6 separate regions of the Mus musculus genome follow, and regions 2, 3, 4, 5 and 6 are each linked to region 1. Evidence: chromatin contacts called from public HiChIP or PLAC-seq, capture Hi-C and promoter capture Hi-C data. All regions are on one chromosome and are shown on one strand. Each heading gives the region's core, a stretch centred on a gene start, on an enhancer-like site or on the middle of the called end of the contact. The rest is flanking DNA. Distances are from core to core; before and after follow the strand shown.

Region 1 (2,987 bases), core at 353-2,852:
TTGTTTCCTAAAGCCAAAGTAGATCTATGAGCTGGGAGAGGCTGAGTTATGGATGAGTGGATAAACGAATCTATATGTTCTTTATTTTTCTTAGTCATTATTCCTCTTCATCATCTGACTCAGAAGCCCATGGCAAGAGGAGCACAGATCTCAGAAGCCTTCCTAGGTCCAGGCCTGAAGACCCAGGCACAAATGCTAGCACACACTAACTCTCAGTACCGTCCTCAGCTCCATACACACTAACTCATCTGTACACTGATGGTCCTACTAGTACATCCACTCCAGAGATGAAGAAACAGGACCCCAGAGAGGTAAAGCCCTTTGCCGGACATGCACAACTGTGCTGACACCTAGGAGACACTTTGAGGCACTCACCCTGTAACACATAGCTCCTCAGAAGGCAGCCACACTTTACATCTGCTGGCTAAACCTCTTTTTTGTTGTTGTTTTTTGGATTCTACCTCTTGCTCTCCAGATAAACTCTCTCCCTGTACAGCCATGCCCTAGCTTCCTACACTCCACCCAGTTTCTGTCTCCTGAAATCTGACTTCTCCTTTGCATTTTAGAGCCTTCTTGCGGGCAGTTTGGACTCTGGGAATTCCTTGCAAGAAACAAACCACACAGCCAAGAGTGAAGCCGAGAGAATGAATTGAGTCTTACTGGGAATCACCAGGGCAAGTGAGTACACGTATTAAAAAATAATTACTCTGCCACCCCCTCTAAGTCCTTGGCTCTCCTGAGGACGAGTCTGGAACCAAGATCTGGCCTTTGACAAGTGTCTGGGACTCTGTCTGCAAGGTGGGGGCTGGTAGCAGAGACATTCTCTAAGGACCTGTGATCCTCCGCACTACAGAGTCCCTCCTCCCAGACACCCCTCAACTCTGGCTCCCCGCTCCACTGAAGATCCCACAACCCCAACCTCAGCATTGCTGAGGATTCAGGTACATGGGAGTGGGGTGTCGGGAAAAACTTGACCCACCTTTCAATCTTGATGCTCTGTAGTTTATGCCTCGAATTTGACACCCAGAACTAGGGGGTCTGCAGGGTGGGGGGCAGGGTTGAGGGTTATGGATACCACAGGGTATAGGGAAGAGAGGAACCAGCCAGGATACGAAGAGCAGGCAGAACGGTGCGAGTGGTGGTCTGGACTGCTTTGGACCCCCTGCCAATGCCGGGAAGGGCTCGGGTCTGGCGGCGGAGGACAACTTCTGCCAGCAGCCCGCGTCCTGCCCGCCTCTCGCGCGCTGCGGTGCCAGACCCCGCGCAGCCCTCCAGGCGGAGCCGGAGCTCAGGGGCTCTCTTCATCACCCTGATCACCCAGCCAGCGCCCACCCTCTACACCCACCGCCGGCCTGCTCACCTGCGGACCCGAGAGAGCCGCCGGGCCCGGCCCGGGCCTCGCTGGGTCTCTGGAAGAGCTCTTCTCCCGCGCTAGCTGCGCTCATGGATCCGCAGAGCGCGGCCCGGCTGCGGCGCCATCAACTGCTGCGAGGCTGTGGGGTGCGGACTCCAGGGCTCTGGGGGGCTCCGGGGCGCAGAGGTGGGGGGCCTAGGGCAGGCTTCGGGCGTAAACACCCAGCAACGTGACCGGAACTGGCGAACGAGCTGGAGGGGGCGGGGGGTGGGAGAGATAAGGGGGAAGGGAGGGACCTGGGGCGCTCGGGGAGGGGCCGTGGGCGGGGCGGGGGGAGGGGAGGCTGGGGCGGGGGAGGGGAACCCTGGGACCTCGGGGAGCCCCAGGATCCGGGCCTTCGCACCCCGCGAGCAGCAGAATCCTCGGATCCGGCCCTGGCTGGGAGCTGAGGAGGGAGCCCGAGACACCACAGACGACTAGGCGAGCAGGGACGCGGCGACCGATCAGCACCGCGGACAGCGCCCAGGCCCACAGGCCAGGATCCGCTCCGCCTCTCTAAGTGAGGCAGCGCCCGCTGCCTGCTGGGGTACCCACGAGCTGGGGTATTCGAGAGCTGCTGGATAGTCTGAAAATGTGTTCCTGGTAGAGGCAGCAGCAAAGCTGTGCCAGATGTCTCACTAGTTTTGTGACCTTGGGTGAATCACCTCACCTCTTATATGATGGTACCCAGAATCAAGAAAAGATCTTTTATAAATTCCAAAGTCCGTAAAAAGTATAAGGCGCATAAGGCACTATTGGTGTTGAGCCGGGTCTCTTCCTCCTCCTCCTCCTCCTCCTCCTCCTCCTCCTCCTCCTCCTCCTCCTCCTCCTCCTCCTCCTCCTTCTCCTCCTCCTCTTCCTTCTTCTCCTCCTCCTCCTTTTCCTTTCTTCTGTAAACAGATTTCTAGAGTTACTCTGCTCATCTTAGAGTTCTGGCACCATCAGCATCTTTCTCTTCTCTGGAGAGATGGTGGTGTATGGAGTGCACCATTGGGTTGTTGTGAGAATTAAATGAGTTAATACCTGTACAGTGCTCACTATAGTGTGGGGGCTCACTAGACACCTGTACACATGATGGTTGATGACAGGGGTTCAGGAGGCTCGGAGTTCCCAAAGGCAACACATTTCCAATCCTACCTTATCATGCTGAAGGGAGAGGTGGTCTTTAAGGACTCAGACCTAAAGTTTGGTCTGGAATACCTCACTCCATTACAAGCCAAATATTTACTTTCTTGTTGAGCCAAATTTCTACAAGGCCTTAATTTTGCTTTTAAACAAGGCGTTACTATGTGTGTAGCTAGCCGGGCGTGGTGGCGCACGCCTTTAATCCCAGCACTCGGGAGGCAGAGGCAGGCGGATTTCTGAGTTCAAGGCCAGCCTGGTCTACAGAGTGAGTTCCAGGACAGCCAGGGCTATACAGAGAAACCCTGTCTCGAAAAACCAAAAAAAACAAACAAACAAAAAAAAAACTATGTGTGTAGCTCTTGCTGGCCTGGAACTCTATTGCTTCATAGACCAGGCTGGCCTTGAATTCACAGAGATCCTCATGCCTGTTTCCTGAGTTCTGAGTATAAGGGTGTGCATTACCATCTCA
Region 2 (2,987 bases), core at 167-2,666, 2.5 Mb after region 1:
AGCCAGTGGCCTGAGATGGTGAACAGCTTTGGATCCAGGACTTTGGGGCTTCTGAACTTCCATGTCTACAAGATGTGTTGCTGTCCCACTCTGGAGTCCTTGGGACTAAAGGGTTTTTTGAGAGGTGAGACAGTCATAGCTAAAACTAAGATGGAGAATCTTTGTCAAAGCATGCTAGCTAGCTGTCGTGAGTGAAGGCACGTTGTTCGGTCTGCACAGAGGACCCTAGGAAAGCCTGGTTTGGTAGATGAGGCATCAGAAAGCAGGGAGAGGTCCATGAGTAGGCGATACAGACTTCCTTTCGCTGAGGTGAAGAACTTTGTTGCTGCTAGCTCTGTGCAAAAGTTTCGGGAAGACTCTTGCCTGAGGCTGAGCCTTTGATAGACTAAAGAGGGAGTGTAAGGCTGATTAACCTGGATAGGCTGAAGGAGTCAAAGCCCAGAAATGGGTGTGTCCCGTAGAGGCCCCTTGTGTGCTTTGTTTCTATGGGGCAGTGGATGGGGCACTTAAGTCCTGGCTGGCCTAGGGGTGGAACTGTCTAGTGCCCAGTGTGGGTGCTTGGCTGCAGACTGTGGGAGAAAAACAGGCTTCAGGGAAGGCCCAACAGTCCTCTAAGGAGCCTAGCCCTCACCCTAACCGTCAGCAGGGAGGAAGTGGCCTCGCCTGGAACTGAGCTAGGGAGCCGACTGCTCTCTCCAGGACCCTACCTTCTAGGCCCCATCTAAAACGACTGACCATCTCCTGTGGATCCCCTGACTGCAGTGGGCAGAAACCACAATTTAAATGTCTCAGGAGGCCCGCTAATTAGAATGTCAGCACTTCTGTGAGAAAGTGTTAGGGGGACACACTGCTTTCTGCCAGGCTCCCCACAAACTCTGCTTAGCGTTTACTGGCAGGTGGGGTTTGCAGGTTTAACGGATCCTTTAGTGCTAAAGGACAAAAGCTTTCCTCTCTTGAGACTAGAGCAGATGCAGGCATCCAGCATCCCTGGAGTTGGGAGCTGATGGAGAAGTCCCCTCTCATCTCTGCGAGACTTCGTTCTAGGTTTCTCAGTCTCCTGGGTCCTGGTCTTCCTTGCTCTCCCTGTCCTCACAGACTCTAGCCAGCTCCGATTTCCTTGAATTTCTCTCTCTCCCAAGGGTGTTTCTGCCCTAGGAGCGCCTCTTTCTGGTGCCTTGTCTCAGGGTCACTGCGCCCCAGGCTCGCAGTCCATGTCTTCATCCCTGCCTGGCCCGCAGCGTCTCCGAGCTGTAATCCGGAGTCTGTCTACGTCTGTCTTTCAGCGAGGGTCGGGGTCTCAGTGGCCGCAATCAGTGGGCTGCGCCTCCCGCGCGCTGCGGTGGCCGCGCGGCTCCGGGCGGGGGTGCGGGCCCGCGGGGGCGGTGTCGGGCGCCTTCCGTCGTCAGTCCCTCCCCGGCGGCGCGGAGGGGGGGCGGCGCGGTCGCCGCTCGGCTCCTTTAAGGGAGCGGGAGGGAGCGGCGAGGCGGCGGCGGTTGCGGTGGAGGCGGCCGAGCGAGCGGGGCGGGGGCGCGGGGCGCGGCGCCCGGAGAGTCCGCTCCGGCCGAAGGCGCCGGGGCCCGGCCGGGAGCGAGCAGCGCCGGCAGCACAGCGGAGCCCGCCGCCCGGGACATGGCCAAGGCGGGCAGCGCAGGTGAGCGCGGCGCGGGGCGCTCGGCGGGTGGCGGGAGGGATCGCTCGGCCCAGGTGAGCCCCCCAACCAGGTGGGCGGAGGCACAGTGACCGCGGCGACCCGCCCGGACCCCGGGGCGTGCATAAGGGGCTCCGCGCGCCCTGCGTCCTTCCCGCGCCCCCAGTCACCTCGTGGGACACCGCATCCCGCTTGCCCCGCTGCACTGGGTCAGGTCCACGGCTCCTCAGTCCAGTCGGCAGTTCGGAGCTGTCGCTGCCCTCCGGGAGACCGGGGGAGTAGACCCCGGCACCGGAACCCAAAGGGGATGTCCCGCGGTCGCTGATCCATCCCACGCCCCAACAAACCAGGACGCGCCCCCTTGTCCTGTCACTCTCTATCTTGGATGCGACAGTCCCCCGCCCCTGCCACCAGCTGGGTTAAGAGACCCAGATTACTGGTCCCGTCGCTGGAGGGGTACACTATGGCTGGGGAGCCTCCCCGCCTCCCACCTGACCCAGAGGCAGAGCCTCAGGTGCCGGGCTAGGCAGGCGGGGCCTCTGTTGGGGTCCCATGGGCTCGGCTCTCCTGCAAGCTCAGAGCTGTAGCCCAAGGATCCCAGGGAGTAGGTGTTAGTCGTCCCTTCATTCATCCAGTCAGGCGTTCATTCACCAGCATCTGCTCTGATGTCAGGCCCTGTGAGTTGGTTAGGACCTGGAGGGGACCAGGTTTAGCCCCGGACTCCCCACTCTGTGCCCTGGACCCCTACAGTGCCCTAAAAGGCCAAGTTGAGGAAAGCCAGTGTTCATAGGGCTGGCCACAAATGGATGAGGCTGGTCTCAACAGTCCTGAGCTTGGGAGCTCTGGCGTGTGAGAATCTGCCATGAACTCACTCCCAGCCTGTGACGTTGGCAGGTGCCATGCCATCCCCGTGGGGCCTGGTGTGAACCCCACTTCTCCACCCATAGGCATGGCAAAGATGGAATGAACATGACCACCTGCCCGCACTCTAGATGTGAGTGCCATTGAACTGCCTGCGACCCTGGGACAGGTCCCAATCCTTGGCATGGACTGGCCTTGTGACTCAGGTGTGGCAGAGGAATCCTGTGAGGGAGAGGCTGTTTGTGTGAGACAGCATAAGCAAATGCATCTAAACACCCCCTTTCCCACTTCCCTCCCCTCCCCTCCCGAGGGAGGCACAGTGAGATGACACCAGGAGGCTGGAAAAGGCTCTCTGCTCCCTTCTTTCTCCTGCCTTGGTCCCTCCCCACCCCTGCTCTTCATAAAGGAAGAGCATGCGTCTCTGCTACCCATTCTACATGTGCTCATGTGTGAGCACAGGTCTGGACGTCCGGATCCA
Region 3 (2,987 bases), core at 139-2,638, 2.4 Mb after region 1:
AGAGTCAAAAATCTTGATACAAATGTGTGTTCTGTTTTAGGGCCTTCGACATTCACAGGCTGAGAAGGTGGGGAATTCAGTAGTTCTTTCCTGGTGGTGGTGGTGGCAGGGCTAGGGGTGGAGAAGAGGGAGGAGAGGTTAGTCTCATATAATTCGTAGCAATTGCATATAACCTATTCTTTACTTCATCTCTGGATTGCTTGCAACACCTAACACACAGTGTAAGTGCCGTGCTAATAGTCGGTCTCTGTTGTATATAGTTCAGAGTACGCCGATGGTTTCCATGTTTAGAACAGAAGCAGCCATCCTAGTCGTAAACACGCTAACCATGTCAGCAACTAGATAGCATCTTGATCAGTGGTGAGAGCTGACTGTACAGGAATCTGGACTCAGCCATGTGTCAAGTAGCCTGTGGATAAGACTCCCCAGAGGAGAATGAGAGGCAGGCAGAAGAGAAAGAACTCACCGAAGTGTCAATAATGTCATTGCACCCTCTTGTGTTGGTGTCCCAAACAGGACTTAGCACAGCAGGTACTACACACAGGTCTGTTAAGGGGAGGATTAATGAATGAACGAATGCCTCGATGATGGTTGGCAGGATTATGCCCCCTCTTTTCTAAGGCCCCGTCTCCCACCATAAAATGGTACTAGCGAGGTGGTTGGTAAGTGGGCGGCAGCAACTACCCGCGCCTGGGCAAAGACGGCCGGCCTGCGCAAGCGCGTTCGCTGGAGGGTAAAAGTCGTTCGGTCTGCGAGGACAGTGACCGCCTTCCTTAGCGGTCCCTCTAGAGCGCCTACGGTGCGCTGGGTAGGAGACGGCACGAGGAGGGAAATGGGTTCTATGTCTAGAGTCGGGCTAACGCTAGGAGGAAGCCAGCGGATCTTGGAGGTGAGAAGACCGCGGTGGCGCAGGGCTCGGCCATCGCCTCTAGGAGACGCCCCTCCGGGATAGGGATGAGAAGGAGAACGCTTTGGAGAGAGAAGCCTGAGAATCCTACAGGCTGGTGTTTTTCATCTGGGACATTCCGGAGTCCAGGAGAGAGCAGGTGAGAGTACACAAAGGGTCCTCACGCTTAAGCTGGCAGAATGACCGGCACACCCTGCATGGTACTGAGGACCAGAGCAGCGCCAACGGGCTGGCAAGTGGTGAGGTGCCAGGGTCCAGTCCTCTCCATAGAGGGCTGGTGCCAAGCACTGAAATCTGCAAACGCCTCACTCTGCCGCGGGGTGGCAGAGTCCTGGGACAGACACTCCCCACAGACCCCGAGGGGTGGCTCCGCCCCAGGACCGCAGGGAGGCCTGGCAATGGGGGGCGGAGTTGTAGCCGCCCCCAATCCGGTGGGACCGCGCGTCCCCCTTTTAAGCTCGTGAAGCTTCTAGCTGCCTCGCAATCTTTTCTCCCTCCAGTCAGTCTCCCTTTCACGCGATGGATTCGGCGAAGACTTGTGTGACCAAGTTCAAGTCCTTTGCGATTTTGCTCTTCACCCCGATCCTGATGCTTCCACTCGTCATTCTGATACCTGACAAGGTCAGTTGCGTGTCTGGGCAGCCTGGCGGAATCCGGGTGCCCAGTGCAATAACGGGCACGGAACCCGGGAACGCTGAGCTGGAACGCATAGATTCCTCCGTGGGGACGAGCTCCCCTGGGACGCGTGCTCAGACGCTCCAGGCACCAGATAGGAGGTGCTCTGCAAAGAATCCGAGGGACGCACAGACCCTAAGGTGAACACGTCCTAGAGTGCACCGATTTCAGGGCGCAAGAGCCGTCCGGGCAAACACGGAAACCTGGACGTTAGAACAGATCTGAACCACACAGACCCCTCGACAGGCTTAGCCTCTGACTCAAAATCTCCTCCCAGAGTGCACAACCAACGCTAGTCCAGCTCAAAGATAATGCTCGAGCTAGTAGAGACTCTGAAGGCTGGGCTTTCTTTCCCTCTGTGCCTCTTCTCTAGGAAAGAGAGATTTCCTAGCTGTAGATGCCTTCAGGCAGGGAACTACAGGAACAGAGTGGATCATGCCTTTGCCATAATCTGGCCTTGATATTTGAAGCTCAGGTTCCCCATCTATGATCTATATTTCTTTCTAGCTCGGAAGCCAAGGAAGCCACTCTCGAGTTCAAATCCTGCTGCAGCCTGAAAGGCAGGTCGGGCACTGCCCACCGCCTGCTGAGGCAGTCAGTGTGAGGAGGCAGGACGTATTCCCAGAGCTCACGCCTTGGGTGGCATGGCTCTCGGTTGCTGGGGAAGCTGAGTCCCATTCCCTGGCCTCCTGGTGCTCCTGGGAGGAAGGGAGAGAATGAATGGCCTTGGCTGCAGAGCAGAGGAGGGCGGGAGCGCTGGCCCCGGCTCTGTCAGGCTGTGTGCAGCCAGTTTGGCGAGGCCAGGGCTCTTTGAAGCCTTATGTGGCTACCCTTTCACTCTCAGCCCAGACAGGAAACCTTGCTCGGATCCTGCTTCCCCTCCACAGGCAGGTTTGAGAAACAGTGGCTCTCTTCAGGGAAGGTTTTGAGAGGAGAGGGGTGTCCCCTGGTGGGCTTCTAGTCATTTCACATTGTGCCTTTCAGCAAGACCCTTTGCTCTCCGGGCCCCGGGTGCTTTGATGGGTACAATGGGGTGACTGGATTCTGGGAGTAAAAGGGGATCATTCCGGCTCCTAGGATTGGGGCGCGGGGGGGGGGGCAGAGGAAACATACTGAGCAGAGGCTCCACATGGGCCAAGGAGAGCAGAGCAACTGTGCGGACTCATCCGCTGCCACTCTGTTAGCGAGCATCCAGAGATTCGGGGCCATTCCCGTCTGTGGGAGGCATCCAGGTTAGGAAGCTGTGATTTTAGCTCTGCTGGCGGGGAGTGATGTTCCTTGGAATAATTATAGTTGCTTGCTTGACCTTTCTGGTAGAGGACAGTGTAACCAGGATCCCACTTTATCCCTGGCTCATGCATGTGTATGCGCACGTGTGCACACCCCCCCCCCCCCAACACACACA
Region 4 (2,987 bases), core at 334-2,833, 2.3 Mb after region 1:
AAAAAAAGAAAAAGATCCTGTCTCCAAGAAAACACCAAGGACTGTAAGCATAGCAAGAGAAGGCAGTCCAGGCATGCTCACAATGACGATGCTGTGGGGATAGCACAAATAAGCAGCTAATTTCCATGTAAGGGGAAAGTGACAAGGGCTTCTTAGAGGAGGTGATGTCTGAGCTAAGTTTTGAAGGATGAGTAGGATCTGCAAGGCAGACCTGTCTGGCCTAGTGATGGAGAAGCTGATTAGATTACAGGTGGAGGGGACAGCATGGATAAAGCCCCGAAGTGTGAATTCATGGGATGTGCTCACACCTGATGACATAATAAGTACTTGCACATCTTGAACTTGTAAACTCTGTTTAACAAACCAAACTAACCCTTCCCCCACCAAGAAGACTTTGATTGTATGTAAACTAACTGTCCAAGGTTATGAGCCTCGACTGGGGATAGCATGGATCTGAAGAAGTTAATCTGGAAAAATGAAAACAAAAATGCCGAATCAAGAGCTGGGATATAGCTTGGTAATAGAGTGCTTGTCCAGCACACCCTGAGCTTAGGGTTTAATCCCTAGCACTGCATAAACTCGGCATGGGGTGCTTCCCAGAACAGTGTGTGTGTGTGTGCTGGGAAGGGGGACTTGCTAAATCAAACCCCAACAAAGTCACAGGCTAGAAGACTATGTTGGTGGGCTACAGATGTGGTGTGTGTGTGTGTGGTATAGGTTTTCACCTTCCACCTTGAAACAGGATCTCGTTTGTCATTGGATAGTGCAAGAGATTCTGAGGTCTCTTCTGTTTATACTTCTTCTCTTATTGTAGGATAGCCAGGATTGCAGCTGCAGCTTTATATAGTTCCTGGGGATTCGAACTCATGACCTTACACCTCCAAGGCAAGTGCTTTACCCCGTGAGCCTTTTTGTCTGGGGTACCCCCCCCCCACGCAAGGATCCTCCAAATAAATGAGAGTAGCACTTTCTCTGACAGGAGGCAAAAGAATATAGAGGCCTGTCAATTGCTACTGTAAAGTTAGTAAAAAATTTTTGTGCCTCAGTGTTTAGTCTGACAATAGGAATAGTAGTTCCTTTCTCCTAGTTTTGGGAAATTTAAATGAACGGATCCAGGGACTACACCTTGGAGGTAGAAAGTAATCTAAGAGCAAGCTGCAATTAGTAAGCTGGGGACAAGGTACTTCTGCATTTTCCTTATGAAGATGAGAACGCGCCCATTTTGCAAAAAGAGAATCTAGGAGTGTTGGGAGCTTAATGGAGTTTCCTAGTGAGATGGTGTTCTAAGTGTGTGGGGTATGGGATCCGAACCCATGCCAGTAATCCCAAACCTGGGCTTGGTCCACCATAATATGACACAGCTGCCAACCAGCGAGGGAAACTTAAGACTGTCCCGTCACCAGGGCGGCGTGCCCCTCCCATGCGGGCCCAGCGGCTGTGCGGGGCCACCACTGCCCTCCTGGTGCGTGGGTGCTTCGGGCCACCCGTTACCGGATCGCTGCGCCCGGCTCGGGCTGCAGGGACGCGGAGCGCGCCTGCCCCTCTGCCCGCGCTGCTGCTCCCACGCCGACTCCAAGAGCATCAGGAGAGGCGCCCTGTGCTCGCTGCGGCCAAGCCCACAGCCGCCTTTGTGACGCGCAGCCACCCACTGGCTCTGCTAGTGCCTGCCGGTTGCTGAGTCCCAAATCCGGAGTTGCCAGATACACTGAAGGCGAAGGAAGAGGGTGCTGCATAGACCCAATAGGAAAGCCCGCGGGCGGAGGCAGGAGACTGGAAGGAGGCGCACCTGGTGAGAATCGCCAGGCGCTCTGCCCAATCCTCTGCTCATAGCAGCAGAGAGGTCTGAACCCAACACTGTGTTCAGGTCGCTTCCCTCCAGTCTTGACCTCCGGGAGCTTTGAGCCTCCATTCCAAAGCCCAGGTGAGGACTCGTCCATTCCTCATGCTAGCCATGGGCCTCCACTTTCCTATCCTCAGATGAGGTAACACCTCACCCCAAGAGGGTGGGTGACATGGCTTGAACCTAAGGTCAGTTCCCCTTTCCAGCTTTCAGAAGGTGGTGCACACGTAACCCTTGGCCCTTTCCTACCCCAGTGGGTAACCTTTGTGCTGAAGCCCAGGTCTAAAAGTTGAATAGTGTGTCTGTCACTAGATAAGCTGCCCCAGCCACTTACTCCATACTTTACTGCTAAACCTCATCTGCACGCCCCCTTCCTCAGCTACCTCAGCTACCCTGCGGGGTGGCTTCACCTTGTCACCCTCCCCATCACCGACGTGAAAGACACAGCTCTAAAAGGATGCAGAGATAAGTTTATTTTGGAGCCAAATGAGTGACTGTGGTCCAGAAATACAGATTCAGTTTGCTTCAGATATCTGTGCTCTGACCTTGGTAACAATTTCTGTGAAGTTTTAAAATAACAAAACAAAGAAAGTCACTTTACAAATTCTGGTGGTACAACAGGTGAGCGGTTATAGCAAAGCGGGAGACCTTGCTATAGGCTCCAGATGCATATGTGATGACTTTCTTAGCAGTTGGGATCCACTCATATGTTTCAAAACTTTACCTAGGAGTCACAGGATGTTAGGTCACACACAGATGTGGGCAAATGGCTTCTTTTTAAGGGGCTAAGATAGTTCAAGATGGCCCTGCACCATGTGAACCTCCCTATGACGATTGCCCTTCTAACAATTAGTCTTTTAAGAACTCCCAGTATAAAGACTTTCTGGGAACTCTAATTCTCCCTGGTCTGCCCCGCCCTGCCCCTCCCCTTCCTTCCCTACCTCCCCCTCCCATTCTTTCCCTTCCCTCCCCTCCCTCCCCCTCTCCTTCTCTTTCCCTTTCTTTCCACTTTCCCCTCCCTCCCTCTTTCCTTCCTTTCTCCTGCTTCATCTCCCCCTCTAGGCCTCATATTCCTAACCTGTCTTGTCCAGAAGAGCCAATGAGGAAGGCAAAGAAAAAGGTCAGGGAGAAACTTAGGATAAAGCAG
Region 5 (2,987 bases), core at 308-2,807, 2.2 Mb after region 1:
CTGCTTGGAACACACACACAGACATGCAACATGCACGCCTTTTGGCACTTGACTTTCCCATGAAATAATTGCTGGAAAGCTCCTTGGATTAGGTAACCCAGTGTTCCTTCCTGTCCCTACCCGGGGGAGGGGATCAGCTCTTAGCATCTGTTAGGCTAACCCAGCTCCTGGGGGAAGGAAAGGGCAGTCTAGGAGGGTCTGGGGCCTCCCAGACATCCTTGGAAGCAGAACAGTATGACCAGAACAAGCCTTTGAGCCTGCTCCTATGGATCATCTCACTAGGCCTCTCCAGGCTTTGAGCCACCTCCCATAGCCCAGGCCCAGAGAAATCGAGTTAGGAAAGCCTTTTAGCACAATGAATGAGATGGTTTTTTCTTTATTTTAAATGTTTACAACATCTATCATATTGTTATCCTGAGCAACAATTGCCTCCATCCCTCCTTCTTTGGTGATGTTTGGGGTTTCTAGGCTGGGAAAGGGGACTTTCTGGAATAAGAGGAGTGCTGGAGAAAAAAAGAGGTTTGAAGGTTGTCAGGTGGATCGAGGTTCTTGACTGAGCTTGGGGAAGAGGGGGGCAGCAGTGCACATCCTAGTTTTTGATCCCAAAGTTGCTCATAGCAAGATTTTGGGATTTGGGTCCCAACCTTCCTGTTCATCTTTAACACACACACACACACACACACACACACACACACACACACACACACACAGAGAGCAGGCCTAGGAGGATAGGAGGGGCATTTTACCATCTACATAACTCTTCCTGATCTCAGAACTGGTGCAAGAAATCCCAGGCAAAAGTGTCACAGGTGGGGGGCTGAAGTGTGGGCTTAGCAGTTTAGGGCACTTTTTGCTCTTTCAGAGAAACCCCAGAACTCGGCTCCCAGCACACACATGATGGCTCACAACTATTGGAAACTCCAGTTCTAGAGGATCCTGACACCACTTTGTGATTTATGTGGGCACCACACATGCTGTGTAGATACAGACAAGCAGGCTCACACACATAAAGTCAAATAAATATTTTTTTAAAAAGTCTCACAAGTGAGTATTTGCGAACTGGATGGTACCGGTGGTGACCGGAGATGCATACAAAGGTGAGTCAGAGCGGTTATGGTGTGTGTGTGTGTGTGTGTGTACAGTTGCTGCGGTTCCCTGAACAGGGGGGAGAGTCCAACCAAAGTGGACCTACAGGGAAATGTATAACTCTTTTAGTTGTTGTTCCTAGAGTAATGTCCTTTCGAGTGTCTTCTTCCCAGATCTTTCACCGGGTCGCACACCACTCCCTGGGGTCAAGCGTGTATGGGACTCCTTACTCCCCCAGGGATCCACATCCCTGCAAAGCAGAGAAGGAGAACTTTTCACTAAGTGCCTCCGGGGCCAGGCATCCCGCACCGACCCGGCCAGTCCCCAGGGGCGGGGTGTCCTGGAATGGGCTGTCCCGCCCCCTCGGCCCCGCCTCCTCACTCAGCGCCCAGTCCTGGGGCTCTAGGGGTCTGCCCCGCCCTGCTCCCGCCCCCTCCGGCCGCCCCTCGGGCTCAGCCAGCCGCGGCCCGCCAGTCGTCCCAAGGAGCTGCGGATCTCTCAACGTCTCCCGCGTTCTGCCCGCTGTCCGATCGGTGTGCCCCACTCGGCCATGGAGCCGTCCCCCGACGCCGAGGAGGCGCACACAGTGCGCGAGGCGCTGGGCCGCTACGAGGCGGCGCTGGAGGGTGCGGTGCGTGCGCTGCACGAGGACATGCAGGGGCTGCAGCGCGGCGTGGAGCGGCGCGTGGCAGAGGCGCTGCGCCTGGCCGGCCCCTTGGCTCGTACTGTGGCCGAGCTGCAGCGGGACAACCAGCGGCTGCAGGCACAGCTCGAACGCTTGACGCGCCAGGTGGAGGCGCTGGGCTTGGCGACTGGAGTGTCCCCTGCACCCGGCACGCCCAGTCCCCCTCCGGCGGCCACAGTTACCGACCGCGCCCCCCGCTTGGGCACTGCACGCTTCTCCAGTCATGCCACCTTTTCGCTGTCCGGTCGAAGCCCGGTGAGCCCCGGGGGTGCGGCGCGAGGGATGTGAGCGACTAGGAGCGTGCCTGGGGTGTAGGGTTGGGAAATTGGTGCCGCCCATCAGCTCTGAGTGCGTGCGCTGGCGAGCGTCCTCTAGTAAGAGAGCTATACCTCCACCTGCCGCTGGGACTTGGTAGCCGGGATTACATTTAAGCTCTCCAGAGCTGGAAAGGACAGGAGAAACATTGTTTTAGTAGGCCTGCTGCACCTGCTTTGCACTTCTTTCTTGGATCCGGGTGGTGTTTTTGCCTTGAGATCTGCCCTCTCCCATCTGACCCATGAATTTTAAGAGTTTGGACGCCAAGGTTCAGTCTTTGATAGTTCACTGTCGTCTGGGTCCTCACCTGCAAGTTGGAATGGTCAGCGTCCTCTACCTGCCCCCTACAACGTTTTTGTTCACGCGCACTGTGTTGCTGCTTCACTGAGGCCTGACCGTTCCGGTTGTAGATTAACCCCGACTGAGTTGCCTCTGTGTGTGTGTGTGTGTGTGTGTGCGCGCGCGCGCGCGCGCGCGCATGTGAGCGCACTCTGGTCTGGACTGATCAGTAACTGTTTGGGAACTCATGTTGCAGAGGGCAGACCCTTTACTGGAAACGGAGAGGGGGAACGGGCCTTTAGCTGTGTCTAGATTTCTGGGCAGAAGCTGGTGTGGACCAGTTTTACCACTTGGTCACGACCTCCTGGAGTGACAGAGCCTGGTTAGACTGTTTCTATGGTGTGTGCAGTGGCCCTTAGGTGGGATTTTCCATCCTGACCCGGAATTTGCTGGCGGGGTGGGGGGGTGGTGGGGGGGGAGGGAAGTGGGGGATGGGGGAGAGGAGTGGGAGGGGTTGGAGGAGTGGGAGGGGTGGGAGGTGCTTTTCAAGGGCCAGGGTCTTAGTACACTGCCTCTGCCCCCTGCCTTGGTGTATTCCCAAGGCCCTTAGCTCTACTGTGGG
Region 6 (2,987 bases), core at 233-2,732, 2.1 Mb after region 1:
GCATTTCCCCTTCGGTACAGATGCCAGGCAAAGGCGGTGGTTGCACATAACTGTCAGATCTCTGCCCAACACCCCACAGCACCCTCCAGCCCCCACCCCTGGCTCTGAGACAGTGTCTTCTCACTACATAGACTGGACTGACTTGGACCTCTCTGTCTGTGGATCATGATCAGGCTGGCCACAGACAGTTGCCTGCCTATGTTTCCAAGTGCTGGAATTAAATGGAATTAAGGGCATGGACCATTATGCCTGGCTGTTAAATACTTTTAAAATATATTGTGTGCGTGTGCATGATGTGTGTGGAGACACATGTACCATGACACATGTATAGAGATCAGAGGACAACTTTGTGGAGTTAGTTTCCATCTTTACCTGGGATTGGGATTGAACTTGGGCTGTCAGCCTTACACAGCAAGTGCCTTTACCTGCTGAGCCATCTCATTGGCCTGTATGGTTACTCTTTTTTAATGTTGTTTTGTTTTGAGATAGGGTCTCATGTAGCCCAGGCTGGCTTTAAACTCACCATGTAGCTAGGGATGGTGAACTTGAACTCCTGATAGTCTTAGCTCCACCTCCCAAGTGCTGGAATTACAGGTGTGGGCCATCACTGATGGCTTTGTGTATTTGTACTTTTTCTACCCTTGCAACTGGCAATCAATTTCTACAGCTCCCCTGAGAACATCTCCCTAGACTTATTCCTTGTTGATAAAATTTATTTATTCTGTGTCTGTATGGATGTGAGTGAAAGTGTGTGTGTGTGTGTGAGAGAGAGAGAGAGACAGAGACAGACAGACAGACAGACAGACAGACAGACAGAGACAGAGCAGAGAGTACTCCTGTACCTGCACGTGCACTTGTGTGCCTTGGTGTATGTTATGTTTGGAGGTCAGAAGACAACTTTGTGCAGTTCTCCCCTTCCACCATATGGGCTCTGGGGATCAAACATATGTCAAGCAGGCCTGGTGGCAGGTACTTTCACAGGCTGAGCCATCTTGCCAGCCCCCATGGGTTAGTTTTACATAAGCTTGTCTCTATGTCTTCAGATATCTCTGTTATCTTGTTCCTCTGTGCAATTTCCTTACCATCCTGGTCAACACCTACCCTCCTGTATCTAACCTGGTTCATGGCTGTGCTAACGGCCCATCTTCTGCACAGGCAGGGCAGTTTGCAGTGAGCAAGGCTTGGGGACACTCCTCTCATTTCCTGTCCTAGGAGCGTCTCTTCCTCACTGCCCCTGCTGCAGCCATAGGCTAGATTGAGGGACCACAGAGTTATCCAATCACCAGTGCATGGCGTCTTACCCCAGCAGGGCTAAGAGGCCTAGAGTGATGAAATCCCACCAGTGTGGCTGCGCTGTGCTCAGCAGGAACCTGCGATGATAAGGTGTCTGGCAGTTAAAGGGGCAGCCTGTTGAGGTTGAGAGGCTGGGAGCCCACAGGAAGTGACTTGGTGGCAAGCTGATGTAGCTTTGTTCGGCACCCGTTCTGACAGAGAAGTTGCAGTTAGCACTGCTGAGGGGATGTCCACAGAGTGTCTCAAACCTCAGACAGGAGGGCCACAGAGCCAGAGCCTGAGCCAAGGTGGGCAGTATGGGGCCTTGGCTTCAGGTACGTGTCTGCCTCCCTCCACACCCGTCCCCTGGAGCCTGCCCCGCTGGAGAGCTTACTTGGCTGCAGCTGTTCTCTGTTACATCAACCTTCTGAATTACATGAACTGGTTCATCATCCCAGGTGAGCATGGGAGGGGTAGCGTGGGGCAGTATCTTCAGATACCCCCCTTCTAAAAGCCCACAACTGTGTATCCTTGGTGGCCTTCTTCTTCCAAGCCCTCGTACCTCTCTAGGAGCACAGCTCTGGTGGTTTCACCCCAGCAAGTGGTCTGCAGCCTCTCCTGAATGGTTCCAAGCCAGAACAGGGCACAATGTGTGTGGGGACAGGGGTGTTAGTGGGTAGATGGGACTGTGCTCTGCAGCAAAGGCGTTGCTTGCGTTCAGGATGGAGCTGCAGGCAAGGTTACGGAGGGCAGAGCAGCTTGGCCAAGCTCCCAAGTGAGAATGGCTCTGCCTGCACTGTTTCTGGGGCAGCCGGCTGCTGGCCTACCTTGCACAGTTTGCCTTTCTTCTTATTGGAAACAGGGTACAACCTGCTTCTGTGTTCTGTCTCTCACTTACGCACTCCTTTGTGTCTGGGCTCCACTTGTCTTTTCTCATCTAGTCACCCATTCATTCCTTCATCAGTTTATATTCAGCCCTTTCTTTAAAAAGACAGAGTGTGTATGCATGTGCGTGCACACATGTGTGTGTATGTGTGTGTGCCTGTGTGTGCATGCTCCTTCACTTTTATTTGAGCTTCAGATATTGAACTAAGGTTTCCAAGCTTGTTCAGCAAGCGCCTTCACAGGCTAAGCCATCTTGTCAGCCTTCATTTCTTTTTTGAGGCAGGGCCTCATGGAGCTCAGGCTAGATTCAAACTCGCTATGTAACTGAGAATAATCATGAACTGCTGATATGCTTGCCTTCACCTTCTTAGGGCCGGGATTACAGGCTTGCCACCACAATGCTTTATGAAGTTCTAGGGATTGAACCCAGGGTCTTTGTGCATGCTGGATAAGCACTCTAATAACTGATGTAGAGGGCTGCTCTGCCCTCCGTAACCTTGCCTGCAGCTCCATCCTGAACCCAACGCCTTTGCTGCAGAGCACAGTCCCATCCACCCACTCACACCGCTGCCCCCACACACATTGTGCCCTGTTCTGGCTTGGGACCATTCAGGAGAGGCTGCAGATCACTTACTGGGGTGAAACCACCCAGCCTCTTTTCTTTGTTTGTTTGTTTTTGAGACAAGGTCTTAAGTAAGATCAGGTTGCTTTTGAATTCACTATGCAGTTGAAAATGATCTTGAACTCCCAATCCTCTTGCCCTCTGTCTCCTAAGTGCTGAGGTTACAGGTGCGACAGCATGCCTAGCTGTTCTTTCATCATCCACTTGT

What was found. Promoter capture Hi-C pulls out the DNA fragments that hold promoters and counts their contacts. HiChIP or PLAC-seq counts read pairs in DNA pulled down with a chosen protein or histone mark. Capture Hi-C pulls out chosen DNA fragments and counts their contacts.
Region 2: a contact with region 1 is called in a capture Hi-C map of embryonic stem cells, with 3 times the contacts expected there. The contact joins the promoter of Pitpnm3 here to the promoter of Ccdc92b in region 1. A contact is called at or near these places in 3 of 39 promoter capture datasets (cranial neural crest, frontonasal cranial neural crest and liver) and 1 of 9 other capture datasets (embryonic stem cells).
Region 3: a promoter capture Hi-C map of liver shows a contact between it and region 1, with 3 times the contacts expected there. The contact joins the promoter of Slc13a5 here to the promoter of Ccdc92b in region 1. A contact is called at or near these places in 3 of 39 promoter capture datasets (hippocampal neurons, liver and pre-B cells) and 1 of 9 other capture datasets (liver).
Region 4: a contact with region 1 is called in an H3K4me3 HiChIP or PLAC-seq map of embryonic stem cells, with 6 read pairs. The contact joins the promoter of Fbxo39 here to the promoter of Ccdc92b in region 1. A contact is called at or near these places in 1 of 39 promoter capture datasets (cranial neural crest) and 1 of 115 datasets of contacts at active chromatin or transcription factors (embryonic stem cells).
Region 5: an H3K27ac HiChIP or PLAC-seq map of embryonic stem cells shows a contact between it and region 1, with 7 times the contacts expected there. The contact joins the promoter of Smtnl2 here to the promoter of Ccdc92b in region 1. A contact is called at or near these places in 2 of 39 promoter capture datasets (hippocampal neurons and liver) and 1 of 115 datasets of contacts at active chromatin or transcription factors (embryonic stem cells).
Region 6: a promoter capture Hi-C map of liver shows a contact between it and region 1, with 4 times the contacts expected there. The contact joins the promoter of Spns3 here to the promoter of Ccdc92b in region 1. A contact is called at or near these places in 7 of 39 promoter capture datasets (the C10 cell line, cranial neural crest, frontonasal cranial neural crest and 4 more).

Annotation. Positions count from the first base shown.
Region 1 is chr11:74,618,220-74,621,206 of GRCm38.p6, reverse strand. It overlaps Ccdc92b (coiled-coil domain containing 92B), which reads right to left and starts at 1,602. Exons shown (of 4, transcript NM_001013784.1): 1 at 1,361-1,602. The coding sequence starts at 1,445. It overlaps Gm50590 (a long non-coding RNA gene), which reads left to right and starts at 348. Exons shown (of 3, transcript XR_001780261.2): 1 at 348-678; 2 at 799-941.
Region 2 is chr11:72,134,318-72,137,304 of GRCm38.p6, reverse strand. It overlaps Pitpnm3 (PITPNM family member 3), which reads left to right and starts at 1,416. Exons shown (of 20, transcript NM_001024927.2): 1 at 1,416-1,651. The coding sequence starts at 1,630.
Region 3 is chr11:72,265,005-72,267,991 of GRCm38.p6, reverse strand. Slc13a5 (solute carrier family 13 (sodium-dependent citrate transporter), member 5) reads left to right here and starts at 1,388. Exons shown (of 12, transcript NM_001004148.4): 1 at 1,388-1,528. The coding sequence starts at 1,427. It overlaps 1700051A21Rik (RIKEN cDNA 1700051A21 gene), which reads right to left and starts at 1,148. Exons shown (of 2, transcript NR_045922.1): 1 at 467-1,148; 2 at 1-111.
Region 4 is chr11:72,313,040-72,316,026 of GRCm38.p6, reverse strand. It overlaps Fbxo39 (F-box protein 39), which reads right to left and starts at 1,583. Exons shown (of 4, transcript NM_001099688.2): 1 at 1,492-1,583. Xaf1 (XIAP associated factor 1) reads right to left here. Exons shown (of 6, transcript NM_001037713.4): 6 at 2,294-2,987.
Region 5 is chr11:72,410,283-72,413,269 of GRCm38.p6, reverse strand. Smtnl2 (smoothelin-like 2) reads left to right here and starts at 1,557. Exons shown (of 8, transcript NM_177776.3): 1 at 1,557-2,026. The coding sequence starts at 1,637.
Region 6 is chr11:72,548,741-72,551,727 of GRCm38.p6, reverse strand. It overlaps Spns3 (spinster homolog 3), which reads left to right and starts at 1,482. Exons shown (of 12, transcript NM_029932.3): 1 at 1,482-1,730. The coding sequence starts at 1,520.